2 separate regions of the Mus musculus genome follow, and region 2 is linked to region 1. A link is a contact called in public HiChIP or PLAC-seq data. All regions are on one chromosome and are shown on one strand. The core of a region is the stretch at or near the end of the contact, and the rest is flanking DNA. Distances in the headings are between cores, read along the strand shown. Region 1 holds the start of Slc12a7 (solute carrier family 12, member 7). Region 2 overlaps Nkd2 (naked cuticle 2).

Region 1 (6,197 bases), core at 755-3,254:
CAGGTTCAATCCTGACCAGCAATTCATTTAAAAAACAAAACAAAACATAACAAAAGTGGGTGTGGCAACACACTACTGTAATACAAGCAGTTGCTAGAGGCTCCAGTCAGGAGTTCAAGGTCATCTTCAGCTACAGATTGAATTCAAGGCCGCATAAGACCTCGTCTCAAGACAACTAAGGAATTAAAAGTGCATGCTTGTCCTCTTGTTAACAGTGCAAATTTCAGGAAGCCAGACAGTCACTTCCCTTCCTAGAAGCTGAATCCTCAGCCCTGACTGGCGTCAGGCACCACTTGAGAGTCCTGATACTGTAGGGAACAAGAAATGAATCAAAAGGAAAATTACCTCTGCCTGAGACACTAATCATATAGGACATCTGCAGAATTGTAGAATTGTCTGTCTCAGGCCACTGGGCACCAGGAAGGGCTTTGGGGGCTCTACTCTGGGGGTCTCTGTGATGCTGCTGACCCTCTTCACACTTCCCTGGCTGATGGACACTGAGTTTGGACTTCTAGATTCTGCCTCCACCTTACAACTGATTTTATGTGTTTAGCCAGGCAGCAGCCCTGAGACATAGAATGCTTTGTCTGTGCAGAGAAAGCTGGACAGTCCAGCATCTCATGGAGAGGGTCACAGAGTGAGACAGGCAGGCTGCGGACCTGGGCTAGGCCACTTCCGGGCCAGCACTCCTAGTCTATGAATGCAGGCTCCTAAAAGTATGGACTAGAGGAAGCGCAGTTTCTACTGCCTGTATTCTGAGCAGCAAAAGCTCTGATGCCATATATAAAAGATCCGTCCATCTCTTGAGGATTGCACCCTCTTTTCCTTCCAGACCCAGAACCTGGAGCCCAAACCTCCAATGTAAAACTTGGGGTAGGTGCAAGGCCAGCTGCAGCTGTAGGTCTGTGCTGGGTCCTCTCACCTATTAGGGCCTATTAGGATCTAGGTCTAGAAGAGAGTTGGAACAGGGAGGAAGCAGTCAGTTCAAGGTGACTTGCCATCAGCAGAGAGGGTGCTGAGAAGTAGGATGGAGAGAGATTCCCAGGCCCATCACCACCCCGTGGAAAGTGAAAGTGCCAGAGAGCTCCGGATCCAAGGAACAAAGAGCAGCAAAGAGAAGCCCGCGCTCAGAGTGCGCAGCCCCCTCCCCAGGCTTACACGGGCCTCTGTCCTTCCTCTAAGATCCCAAGGGAAGTTTGGCTGGTCCAAGGTCAGTGGAGGCAGATCTGGGATCCCAGTCGGATTTATCGGTTGACCACACTGGGCCATCCTGGAGCAAAAGAAAGCTTGCCCAGAGGAAGCTGTCCGTCAGTGAGATCACCCATCCAGGGGTCTGTACCTCCAGCTCTCCCAGGTACCACCTAGACACCTGGGCCTTCCCGTTCCATAGGTACCTCCAGTAGCTCTGCAACTCCTCCCTAGTCCCGTCAGAGTTGCCAAACCAAGTAGTTTCCGGTGCTCCAGCCTCGATGCTCCAGTCAGGCCATGCAGAGAGGTGGGAACCGCGCCCCCAGGGCTGACTGAGTCAGGCCAACAGGGAGATATGCAGCGGGCGCCTCAAGCAAGGAGCAGAGCACTGAATTCAAGAAACTGAACGAACAGGGCCAACAAACCACCAGCCCAAGAATCCTCTCCCGGTCTCGGGTCACTCCTCCGAGCCAGGCAGATACCAGTTGGCCCTTCTGACCCCTTCCCATCGCCCCGCTACGCGCCGCGCGGGCCGCCGCCAACCAACGAGTCAGAGCGGCCCAGCGGCAGCAGAAGGGCCCAGCCTCTGCCTTTGTCCCGTTGCAGGTGCGGCCAAGCTCACCCGGCGTAGGGGAGGTTTGATCCACGCTCTCGGGAGACTCGGGTTCTTCCGTGCGCTCAGCAGCTTCGTCCCCGGCGCCGTCGGCGCGCGCCTCCACCGGCACCACCGTAAAGTTCGTGGGCATGGCTCCGTTAGACTCTGCTGTCCCTCGCAGCCACACGCTGCTCCAGAGCAGCCGCCGGACTCCGGCGTAGGGGCGGGGTCCGCCCGGCCCGCCCTTGCCCGCCACGTGACCTCACCTGCCCGCCCCCACGGCTCGGGAAAAGTTTGCCCGGGGCGGGGTCGGGAGGCTTCCGGAACGACCACGCCCACCAGACGCTCCACCCCTTAAAACTCCGCCCCTGTAGCCACAGTCTCAGGGTTGCCCCGCCAGAGCCCTGTACCCTCAAGGACTCGGTACGCACAAACCCAACCCCTAGAGGCCACCGCTGAATGAACTGCCCACAGATGCAGACCTCCCTCAGCATAAGAGACACCAGTTCCTCCCCGCAGGACCGCGTCCTCCTCCCATTCCTACTCACAACACAGGCTCAGAGCCCTCCCGCCCTCCAAGAGCCTGTCATTCACCACTTCCACAGCTTCAGTTCTTCCATTCTCATTCCAAACTCCCGTGGGGCTCTTCTCCCACCACCCCACAGGTCATGGCTCCTTTCTCTCAGTTTGCAGCTCCTCATCTCCACCAACGCTGGTGATCTGGGCCCAGGCCCTGACCAGGTCAGGCTGCTAACCTAGGCCAGGGAGTAATGGCCAATCAGGGGACGCTGTGCACCCTGGGGTTAAGTAATCCCACCCAAGAAGGTCACTGGGCTCTGGGACAGGCCTAGCCAGCCAAGCCCGAGACTCTTTGTACCTGCTGGCAGGAGTGTTCCACGATCCAACCTGGGGAACCCTTGCAGCCCAAACTTGGAGGGTGGCAGTTCCTCCCTTTGGCTCCAAGGGCAGGTAAATTCCGAAGGTAGTAGTGACAGGAAGATCCGAGCAAAGAGTTCCAGAACACCACATGGTGGAAGTCACAGATCTTCCGGAATTTCAGGACCTTGTGCATTTTCAATGAAAGACTGGTGAAAAACTGGAAACAAATATTCTTCAAGAGAGAATGGAACTAAAATGTTAGGGTATCATACCCAACACATCCTACAAAAAGCCATAGCCCCCAGGTGCAACAAGTCACCCAAAACTGTTTTAGATGGTCAAAGAGAAACACAGGTGATATGCCTAGAGCTGCTCACAACCTGTGGAACAGGGCCAGCCAGGTGGCCTGGCCCAGTTCAATCAGGGACACGGACTGGAAGGCAGCTGCCGGACCAGTGACACCGCTGGGATAGGCTGAGATACGGGAGTTAAAGGGATTTGCATATCCTACCGATGAGAATAAAACATTTTGAAACTAACTCAGAAAAGCCATTTCTGGGAAAGCCCAACTGTACCCAGTATGGCCGGCTTTCTGCCCTCTGCCAGGAAGGAGCTTGGGGGAAACATGGGCCACTCAGGAATGGCCTCTTATACAGTTTCCAGCTCCTATGGGGGATAGGGCACAACTTGCTCAGATCATACTGTCACCCCACCTCCCTCCAGGAGCTATCCATAGCAAATAGGGAAGGGCTATCACCTGTTTCCCCTGCTCAGCTGGACCTTAGGTGGAAATAGTGACCACCTTCTCCTCCTCAGAACACCCTCCAGACTGGCAAACACTTGAAACTTAGGCTCAGTAGGAGAGGGTTCCTACCATTTCAGAGACCCTGGTATCATACCCAACACATCTTACAAAAAGCCATAGCCCCCAGTCACTTTCCCTGCCCTCCCCCTCTATTGTTTTTAAAGACAGGGTCTCATAGCCCAGGTTGGCCTCAAATTTTGATATAGAGCCAAAGATGACTGAATTCTTGATCCTCCTGCCTCTACCTCCCAAGTACTGGGATTACATACATGTACAGACATGCCCAGCTATAGTCCTTTTTACAAATGTGCCTGTCTCTCAGCCCCATTTCTTCTGGCTGACTGCACACCAGCAAGGTCTATTACTGTGGCATGATATCCACAGGCTGGGAACTCAGACAACACTGAACGCTGTACCCGGTGAAGCTAAGGAAGATTATTGTCAATACACTCAGGTCCACTGGGAGCTTGAGTGGGGAGGGGGTGCCCTGTGAGCTTGGTGACTTAGAGAAGGAAGAGCCCATGGAACAGGGCAGAGTAGCCTATGGGAATGTTTTAATCCCCACAAAGTTGAGATGCAAGGTTTCCATCAGCGCAGTATGGAGAGCCTCAGGACCAATGTCGCACCAGGTATTTTAACTTGAAAGAAAGTAAGCAGCGCGCACAGAACCAGTGGACAGGCAGTACATCAGCTACCACACCTCCCTACACATGTGAAGGATGTGATGTTCTGCTGACTCCAAGGATTACCAAAAACGGAATGAAACTGTACTTTATACCTGCTCCAGACAGGACCCCAAAATCTGATGCATAAATACTCAACCTATGAAACTACATTTTTCTTGACATGAGACCACGCATGCAGAGGTTAGAGACTGGGAAACTCTGAGAACATGTTATTCAATGAGCACTAGACTGTAAAATTTCTCAAGCTGCAATGAGATGTGCATCACTTGGTCCATTGTGCCCCCTCCCTACCTCCCTCTCCAAGTGTGATGTGTGAGCATGTGTGTGTGTGTGTGTGTGTGTGTGTGTGTGTGTGTGTGTGCTGGCTTGTGCTGTGCACCTTCTTCCTTTTGTTCAAGATAGTTTGGCACTCTTGGCACAGAGCCTAGTCTAACTGCCACCAAGCTTCCAAGAAGTCACCTGTCTCTACCCACCATCTCCCAGTAGTGCTAGGATTACAAATGCTACATGAGTTACAGGATTCAGTAAAACACTTGCAACCAGGCCCTCTCCCCAGTACCTCTGAAGAGCTTTCTTTTTTTTTTTTTTAATATTATTTATTTATTATACGTAAGTACACTGTAGCTGTCTTCAGACACCCCAGAAGAGGGCATCAGATCTCATTACGGATGGTTATGAGCCATCATGTGGTTGATGGGATTTGAACTCACGACCTTCAGAAGAGCAGTCGGCGCTCTTAACCGCTGAGCCATCTCTCCAGCCCCCGAAGAGCTTTCTTTAAAAAAAAATTTTTTATTTAATGTATGTGGGTACACAGTCGCTGTCTTCAGACAGCCCATTACAAATGGTTGTGAGCCACCATGTGATTGCTGGGAATTGAACTCAGGACCTCTGGAGGAACAGCCCGTGCTCTTAACTGCTGAGCCATCTCTCCAGCCCTCTGAAGTGCTTTTAAGCCACTCAAGAAATAAGATGCAAAGGCCTGGCTCTCTTGTCACCTTCTTCCCCAGCCTCAGAGGTCTACCCTTGCTCACAGGCACCATCTAGGCCTAATGAAGCACTGATATTCAGCTACAGCTGAGACCATCGGTACAGTACAGGTAGAGATGTGTCTCTCCTATATGGTATTATCCACCTCAAGCTGTTAGCTTCAAGGAACCAAGACACACCAGCAACGCCTACTCCTAGCTGTGACTGCTTGTCTTTTAAAGGTCCAGGGCTTTGATGCACATAGTCGTAGGCACAAAGGAACTTCCTGTTGCCTCTAGGCTTTGTCACCCACAACCATAGGCCCTGGCATCTGAGGGTTAGCCTAAGCTGAATGCTTCTTGATGGGAGGCCACCATCAAGATAGACCAAGGCCATAGCCTGCTTCATATAGACTTCCCCAATGCACATTATTCCAGCAATGGTCAGGAAGGGACCACCTAGTACTGTTCTGTGAGGGGTAACCTTGGGCTCTGGTAAGGTCCATCTGCCTCCAGGCAACCAGCTCCACAATGCTATTCTTTCTTCATGCAAAATATGGTCCACTTAGACCAATGGTATGCACAGAGTGTCACCCAAAATGGCCATTCAATGCCACTGTCTGGTCACCATCTCAGATTGCACTGCTCATCACTGCTATCAGCTCAGGGCCATCGGCTCAGCTGTAGGGACTGGCATGTCTAATTCGCTGTTCAGATGTTCTCAAGCTATGGGAGCCCAGCTGGGCAGGAGATCCCTTATGTGGCCTCCAGAGGCTGATAAAGAAACCTAGCTTGCAGTGTTTGTCAGCAGCAGCAGCTGCCAAGTGCAAATTGGCCTTCAGCATCCCTTTGTGACCTCCAAATGTAATCATCTCCCAGGATAAACTGGGGGAAAAAAAGTATTCTCCATGAAAATCTGCACATTTCTGTTCCCCCGTAGCATGGGTGAAGAAGGGAGCCCAGTGCACATGACAGCCACTGTACACGGGTGCATGCTACAAAGAGCAATAGAAAAGCGGGAAAGACTAAACAGCTGCTCCACCAGGGACATCACGCATGGGCAGGCACCTATAGGC
Region 2 (6,082 bases), core at 1,992-4,491, 64 kb before region 1:
AAAGCTCTTGGCTCTTCTACTTAACTAAAGCAGTGCAGATTAAAGGGCATTTCTATGTAAGCAGGACAGATTTGACTTAAATCACCAGGCAGAGGCCAGAATTAACCCACACACACACACTTATTTTCTCCTTTGATCTGGCCTCTCCAGCCACCCCTGGGCTAGTGCCTAGAATCCTCCCTGTCCTGGGTTCTGGTGTGTGCTGACAGAATCTGCTACAGTGGCCCTGCCTACAGATGGTGTGGCTTTGGTCAATTATAGCATCCCTGGCCTATTATTGTAGCCTTAGGGATGTCCCAGGAGACCAAGCTAGAGTTTGTACAGGATCTTCTTTCTTTCTTTCTTTCTTTCTTTCTTTCTTTCTTTCTTTCTTTCTTTCTTTCTTTCTTTCTTTCTTTCTTTTTCTTTCTTTCTTTTTTTAACTTTATCTGCCTTTATTTTATGCTGAATTTATTTCCACGTCATGAGGTTTTGTTTCTTCAGTTTCTTCTGGATTATCTTTTTCTTCTGTGCAGCCTCCTCTTCTGGCTTTGGAACGATTTGTTCCTTCTCAGTGAGGATCATCTCAATGTGGCAGGGGGAGCTCACGTATGGATTAATCCGGCCATGAGCTCTGTAGGTTCGTCGGCGCATCTTAGGTGCCTTGTTCACCTGGATGTGTTCAATGACTAGAGAATCTACGTCTAAGCCCTTAAGTTCAGCATTACTCTCGGCATTTTTAAGCATGTGCAGCAAAAATTCAGCACTCCTTTTTGGCCACCGACTCTGTGTCCAGCCCCACTGTTTGGCCTGGGCGCACCTACCGACTCCACCATTATACCGCCAGAATGGCACACATTGCTTCTTTAAAGTGACATCCTTCAGATACTTGGTGGCTTTGCAGATATGCATTCCCTTGATGGCCTGGGCAGTTTCCCAGGTGTTCTTAAAGTGAACACGAAGGTTTGATCCTCTTGATTTGCATGATTTTGTGGGGTTTTCTGGATCAAGAGAGTAGCGAACCATCTTGCCAGGTGACCTCTGGCCACTTACAGGAAGAGGAAGCGCGAAGGCTACTAGGATCTTCTTTCTTTATTTTGTTTTTCTTCTTTTCTTGCAGTGCTGGGCATTGTACCTAGAGCAATGCATGCTGAGCATGCTCTGTTCCACTAAGTTCATTTGAACTGAATGTTCTTAGTTCCCCACCTAACAGTGCATTTAAAGTCTATAGCCCATGCAAGGCTCTAAAACTCAAGTTTTTTGTTTTTGTTTTTTTTTTTTAATAAGAAATGGAAGGTATCCACGAATGCTAGTGGTTCCAGCCTCACCTACAGGATAAAGTATGGTAGTGGTGATAGGCAGTTTATAACAACTCAGAGGCTGGCAACTCTAAGCTCTAGCCTTTCCGCTGTAGCGCCGTCTGGGGGTGCTGTACCCACCACCAGTTTCTTAGTCAGGTGAGACTTGCCTGTTTGTGAAGGATTTAAGCTTTCTGAGGGGAGAGATAAGTCTGGGGAGCCCCCAAGGGGAAGGAACTATTGAGAATCTTAGGGATCGTCCCTGCTCTCGCCTGCATCACTTTTCCCCTAAGGGTAGGTGTGGTGACTTAGGGGATGACACCTTGACATTTGCTCCACTCGCCCTTGCTCCTCTCTCTTGACATCGACTTGAGTCTTCGACCCTCTCCGTGGTACCTACCACCAGCGTTGGTTTCCCCGCATATCTGTGTTTTGTCAGCAGCAGCTTTCAACCCCTGGGTCTGTAATCAGACCTAGGAGCTGTCAGCCACAGCACCCGAGGTACCTCCAGGATGAAGCTGAGCCCCTTGAGGTTCATGTCTTTGAACCTAGTTTCCATACTTCATAGGATCTGGAGCTGAAGCTCCGTGAGTTACTCTGACTTCAAAGAAAAAAAAAGAGAGAGAAAGAGAGAGAGAGCCCCAAGGTTTTTAGAAATTACTAAATTTCATACCTTATGTTCAGCTGGGACAAGCTGGTCCCTGTCTCTCTTAAGCTCAGGCCTCCAGTCGCAGGACATGTCACTATGCATTGCAGACAAAAAAAGTTTCGTAGAGCCAGGACGGATTCCTTGCACTTCATTACAATCAGACCCTTTGAGCCTTCATTCCGGCTGTGGGTTATTTGATCAGTGAATGAATGAGGACCGTCTCCTCCTTTCTCATTATGTTAGTCCTGGCCGTCCTGAAGCTTGCTAAGTAGGCCAGGCTGGCCTCGAACTCACAGAGATCCCTTGCCCCTCTGTCTCCCAGATGCTAGAATTAAAGGCACATGCTGCCATATGTGGGTAGCTAATATTTTTAATAATTAGGAGGTTTTCTCATTAAGATGATCTCTAGCGTAATCCCTGAAGTGACATCCTAAGATTAACAAGCTATGTATGCATCTTATTCATAATGGTTCCCATGAGTTAGGAGGCCCAGAGAGAGGAAGACTATGTATGTTCTTAGATGTCAATATGAGCAGGAGTGTCCCCTACTTCCTGGCCCTAGTCACTCAACTTGGCCATTTGGTTTTCTGTAAGGGTTCCTCAAATGCTGTATTTCCTACAACTGCTGCACAGCCAAAACAAACAAAGACAGACAGACAAACACCTAGAGAGGAGCCCCTCTCTCTTCCCCATGTTGCACTTTGGGTTAGTCCTAAGGCTATCCTGGCTTCTCCTTTCAGGAGACGAACACTTGGGGTTTGTCCTCCCCCAAGCCTCACACAGCAAATACTGCCCCGAATACTGCTGTATTATCCCCGTCTCTGTCCCACGTACCTGAGCATTTCTGCTATTCCTTCTCACATACTGCAGAGCAGTCAGCCTGTCCATTCAGGCGTGGGGGCTTCATGGTTATTTTCTTATTTGCTGCGAGAGACAGAATGTTCCCCCTACCTTATCCCAAAGGCATCAGGTTTTTAAATATGCTCTGTCATTCCATGCTCTGGGTTTGAATGAGACCTATGTCTGCCAGACACCATCCCATGTGATCCACAGGGAGGAATGGGGTAGGGGCTAGTGACCACCCTGTAGTCCCTGACAAGTGAGAATGTGTCAAAGTGTACCTGGGATACTTTTTCCGGATGAGATATAAAATTGAGGAGTCTTATCTTCCTCCTGTCCCCAGCTACCAACCCAAGGGCTCATCTGGCCCATGTAATCCCCAGGGACGTTGCCAGACGAATGAATCTTAGCTCAACTTCCCATCTCCTTGAGGGTTTGAAACTTTGAAGCCACCTGGAGTCAAACAGAAATGCCAGGAAACAACTGGTGGGAAATGCTCCCCGGGGCCCTGAGTGCTGGGCTGGGGGCTGCGAGCTCTCCTGTCCCGAAGGGCCCTTTGATTGCAGATGGCTTCCGTGGCACGTTTTATATTTCCTTTCTTGTAGCCTTTGCTTCTGCGGGTTATTCACGAGAACCATGTGAGCTTTTGTTCTGCAGAGTCTCTTGGCTGAAATGTTGCCTGGATGTGTTTGAAGTCCTTCCCGTTTTCCCATAACTTGTCTTGGGATCAGCTGTGGGCTAAGGATGTTTCTTGGCAGTCATCCCTGCTCCTCAGCCCAGCCCTGAAGGAGGCCGTGGCCCCTTTGCTGCTCCAGTGAATGCCACCCTGGGTACCATGGGGGGGGGTCAGTTTTGGTGGAAAGCTTTGCAAGCTAGGCCAGGAACAGAGTGACAACACATAAGGGTTCTTGGATTAGAGGCTTCTATACATGTGGGTTGGCAGTGTTGGGACTGAGCCCTGGGAGATCCTAAGTCTCGCTTGAAAGTGGGTTTTGCTTCCAGGCAATGAGGCCAAGTCCTAGAAATGACTCTAGCACACAACATTTGTACATTCTGCTGTGTGAAGCTGGAAGGAGCTGGTGGTCTAGGTGGGCCCACAGATCACGCCGAGAAGGCCTCTTAGAGGCCTGATGCTGGTTTCTATTGAGGTCTCAGGCTCAGGCTTATTTGTTGTCCTCCTCTGCTCTTCTCAGTCTAGAGTTCGTAATCCTATGTTGCCATGTTGTTTTCCAGGAGCTGCTCAATGGAGACCCTAAGGAGGGGCCTTTCTGGGACGACAAGGGTTCCCTAGAAGGTAAGTCTAGCTCTTTACCCCGAGCCTAGGACTCACACCACAAAACCCTCAACACTGGCATACAACTGAGATCAGTTGCTTCCTAGTCGCAAGAGAAGCTAGTTCTTTAGTAAGCAGAGACCTGTTACCTGAGATTCCTTACCAAGCAGGCAGCTCGGATATGTCCACAGGAGAAGCAAAATATTGAGCCACAGGGTCCCTGTACAGTGGTTTGTGTATGTAGTTCTGGGACTGAGTGGGGAGGTTGGGTTGCATGGACTGGTGCTCTTGAATTTTGAGCTAATGTCATGGCCACTTGCTGCACCAGTTGTGGAGTGGTGGAGTGGTCCTAAATCTGTGACTTGAACCCTGCTTGAGTCACTATCATATGTGTGTATCTTTGGTGGAGTTAGCCCCACACAGAGAAGTGATGAGTTCTTACCGGCTTCTAGTTAGTAGGTGCACTAGCCTATAGATCCCCCTTCAGACATCTGCTGAAGCCCAGAGGGACTCCTAGCACTGCCTACTGCAACTCAGGTACTGGGCATCCTCTCAGCTCATACCTGGACAGACACCTGACCAACAACCTGGGCCCCTGTCAAGACACAGCTTGAGACCCTGAGAATATGTGAGCCCCAGAAACAGGGCTTCTTATCCATTCACACTGGAAGTCAGGGGAGACAAGACTGCTTGGCCAACAGCTAGCCCACATGTGGCCTTGCCAGTGGGTTTTGGATGAAGGCATTAGAAAATGAGGAGAAAACCTGGGGATACAGGGACTCACTCTCCTGGAGGACTCAGGAGTGGTGACTACTCTGTTTTGATCTTGAAGGTCCTTCTCCCACCTCATCTGTACAATGTCAGCCTAGAGGAGACAGATTGCTCACTGAAAGTCACTACAGACTGCAAAGTACAGCCAGGGTATACATAGTTGAACTAACCCAAGTGAGGCCTCTCTCTTCTCACTACTTTCCTATTCTACAGGAGCAGGCTCTAGCTCAGAGCTCATGTAGAACAGAATAGAGCAAGATAGTCACGCTACCCACATGGGACAGGCCCTTGTCTCACCTCCTCTTGCCCTTTCAGTTGTGCTGCCCCCTGAGAAGTCTGAGGGCCATGAGGGCCAGGGCCAGCTCTTCAGCACAGATGATGGGGAGAAGGCAGCAAGCCGTGAGGGTCCACTGAGACTTAGCAAGAAGCACTTGAACATTGACGTAAGTCCTCTCCTGTGTACATCTGCGTAAGTGTCTCCCTGGGCCCCAGCATGATTAGTGGTGGCCCTAAATGGGAACCATGGTCATCCCAGCTCTGTGGTTTCCTTAGCCTCTCTGAGGCCTTACCACAGGACTAAAATGTGATGCTCTGGGGGTTTGCCTGGTATTGCTGTGACCTTGACGTTGCTAGGCAGATGTAATAGGTATCTAGCACTACTGGTCAGGGAACGACAGAGGGGAGCAGCAGGAACACACAGTCCTAATTCCTCCAACTCGAAGTGACCCTGAGTATTTGCATGAGCAGAGACAGATGCCACAGGGGGGAAACTGAGTCATGAAGCATGGAATCGGCTCCTCACTAGGGGGCGGGGGTGGGCAAGAAGCAGGGTTGAGGGATGCAAGCCAACTTCTCCTGAGCTACCTCTTCCTGGCTGACAACCAGGAAGAGCCTCAGTTGGGGCACTCGGGTCTCAGGCGCCAGTTGATTCTTCCTTGCCTCCTACCCCTGCATGCTGCCTACAGGCACTGCAGTGTGACGTCTCAGTGGAAGAAGACAACCGCCAAGAATGGACATTCACATTGTATGACTTTGACAACAGTGGGAAAGTCACCAGAGAGGTAATACGCCCACCTCTGTCAGTCCACCCATAGGATGAGGAGTCGGGGGTAAGACCTCTTGAGATCTGGAACCAATCTGGTTCAGTAGACAGATGGATAGATAATGTCTGAATCCTTAGATAGAGAGACAGAGTGAGCCCTGACTGGGGAGAAAGAAGAGACTAGAACTTTCCTAAGACAGAAGGGGAGGCAGAGCCCATTTTAACATCCT

What was found. HiChIP or PLAC-seq counts read pairs in DNA pulled down with a chosen protein or histone mark.
Region 2: an H3K27ac HiChIP or PLAC-seq map of embryonic stem cells shows a contact between it and region 1, with 11 read pairs. The contact joins the enhancer-like site here to the promoter of Slc12a7 in region 1. A contact is called at or near these places in 1 of 15 datasets of contacts at CTCF or cohesin (large pre-B cells), 31 of 484 Hi-C or Micro-C datasets (the C10 cell line, CD4 T cells, CD8 T cells and 18 more), 12 of 115 datasets of contacts at active chromatin or transcription factors (bone marrow-derived macrophages, cardiomyocytes, embryonic hindbrain and 6 more) and 3 of 9 other capture datasets (adipose tissue, liver and pancreatic islet).

The regions. Positions count from the first base shown.
Region 1 is chr13:73,759,504-73,765,700 of GRCm38.p6, reverse strand. It overlaps Slc12a7 (solute carrier family 12, member 7), which reads right to left and starts at 2,004. Exons shown (of 24, transcript NM_011390.2): 1 at 1,811-2,004. The coding sequence starts at 1,934.
Region 2 is chr13:73,824,855-73,830,936 of GRCm38.p6, reverse strand. It overlaps Nkd2 (naked cuticle 2), which reads left to right. Exons shown (of 10, transcript NM_028186.5): 4 at 4,000-4,060; 5 at 5,126-5,253; 6 at 5,776-5,871. It also overlaps the pseudogene Gm8062. Among named protein-coding and RNA genes, the nearest start is that of Gm30303, 20 kb to the left of the region's middle. Within about 2 kb of position 3,241, at least 4 of the 459 cell types and tissues checked have an H3K27ac peak or open chromatin away from gene starts, as enhancers often do.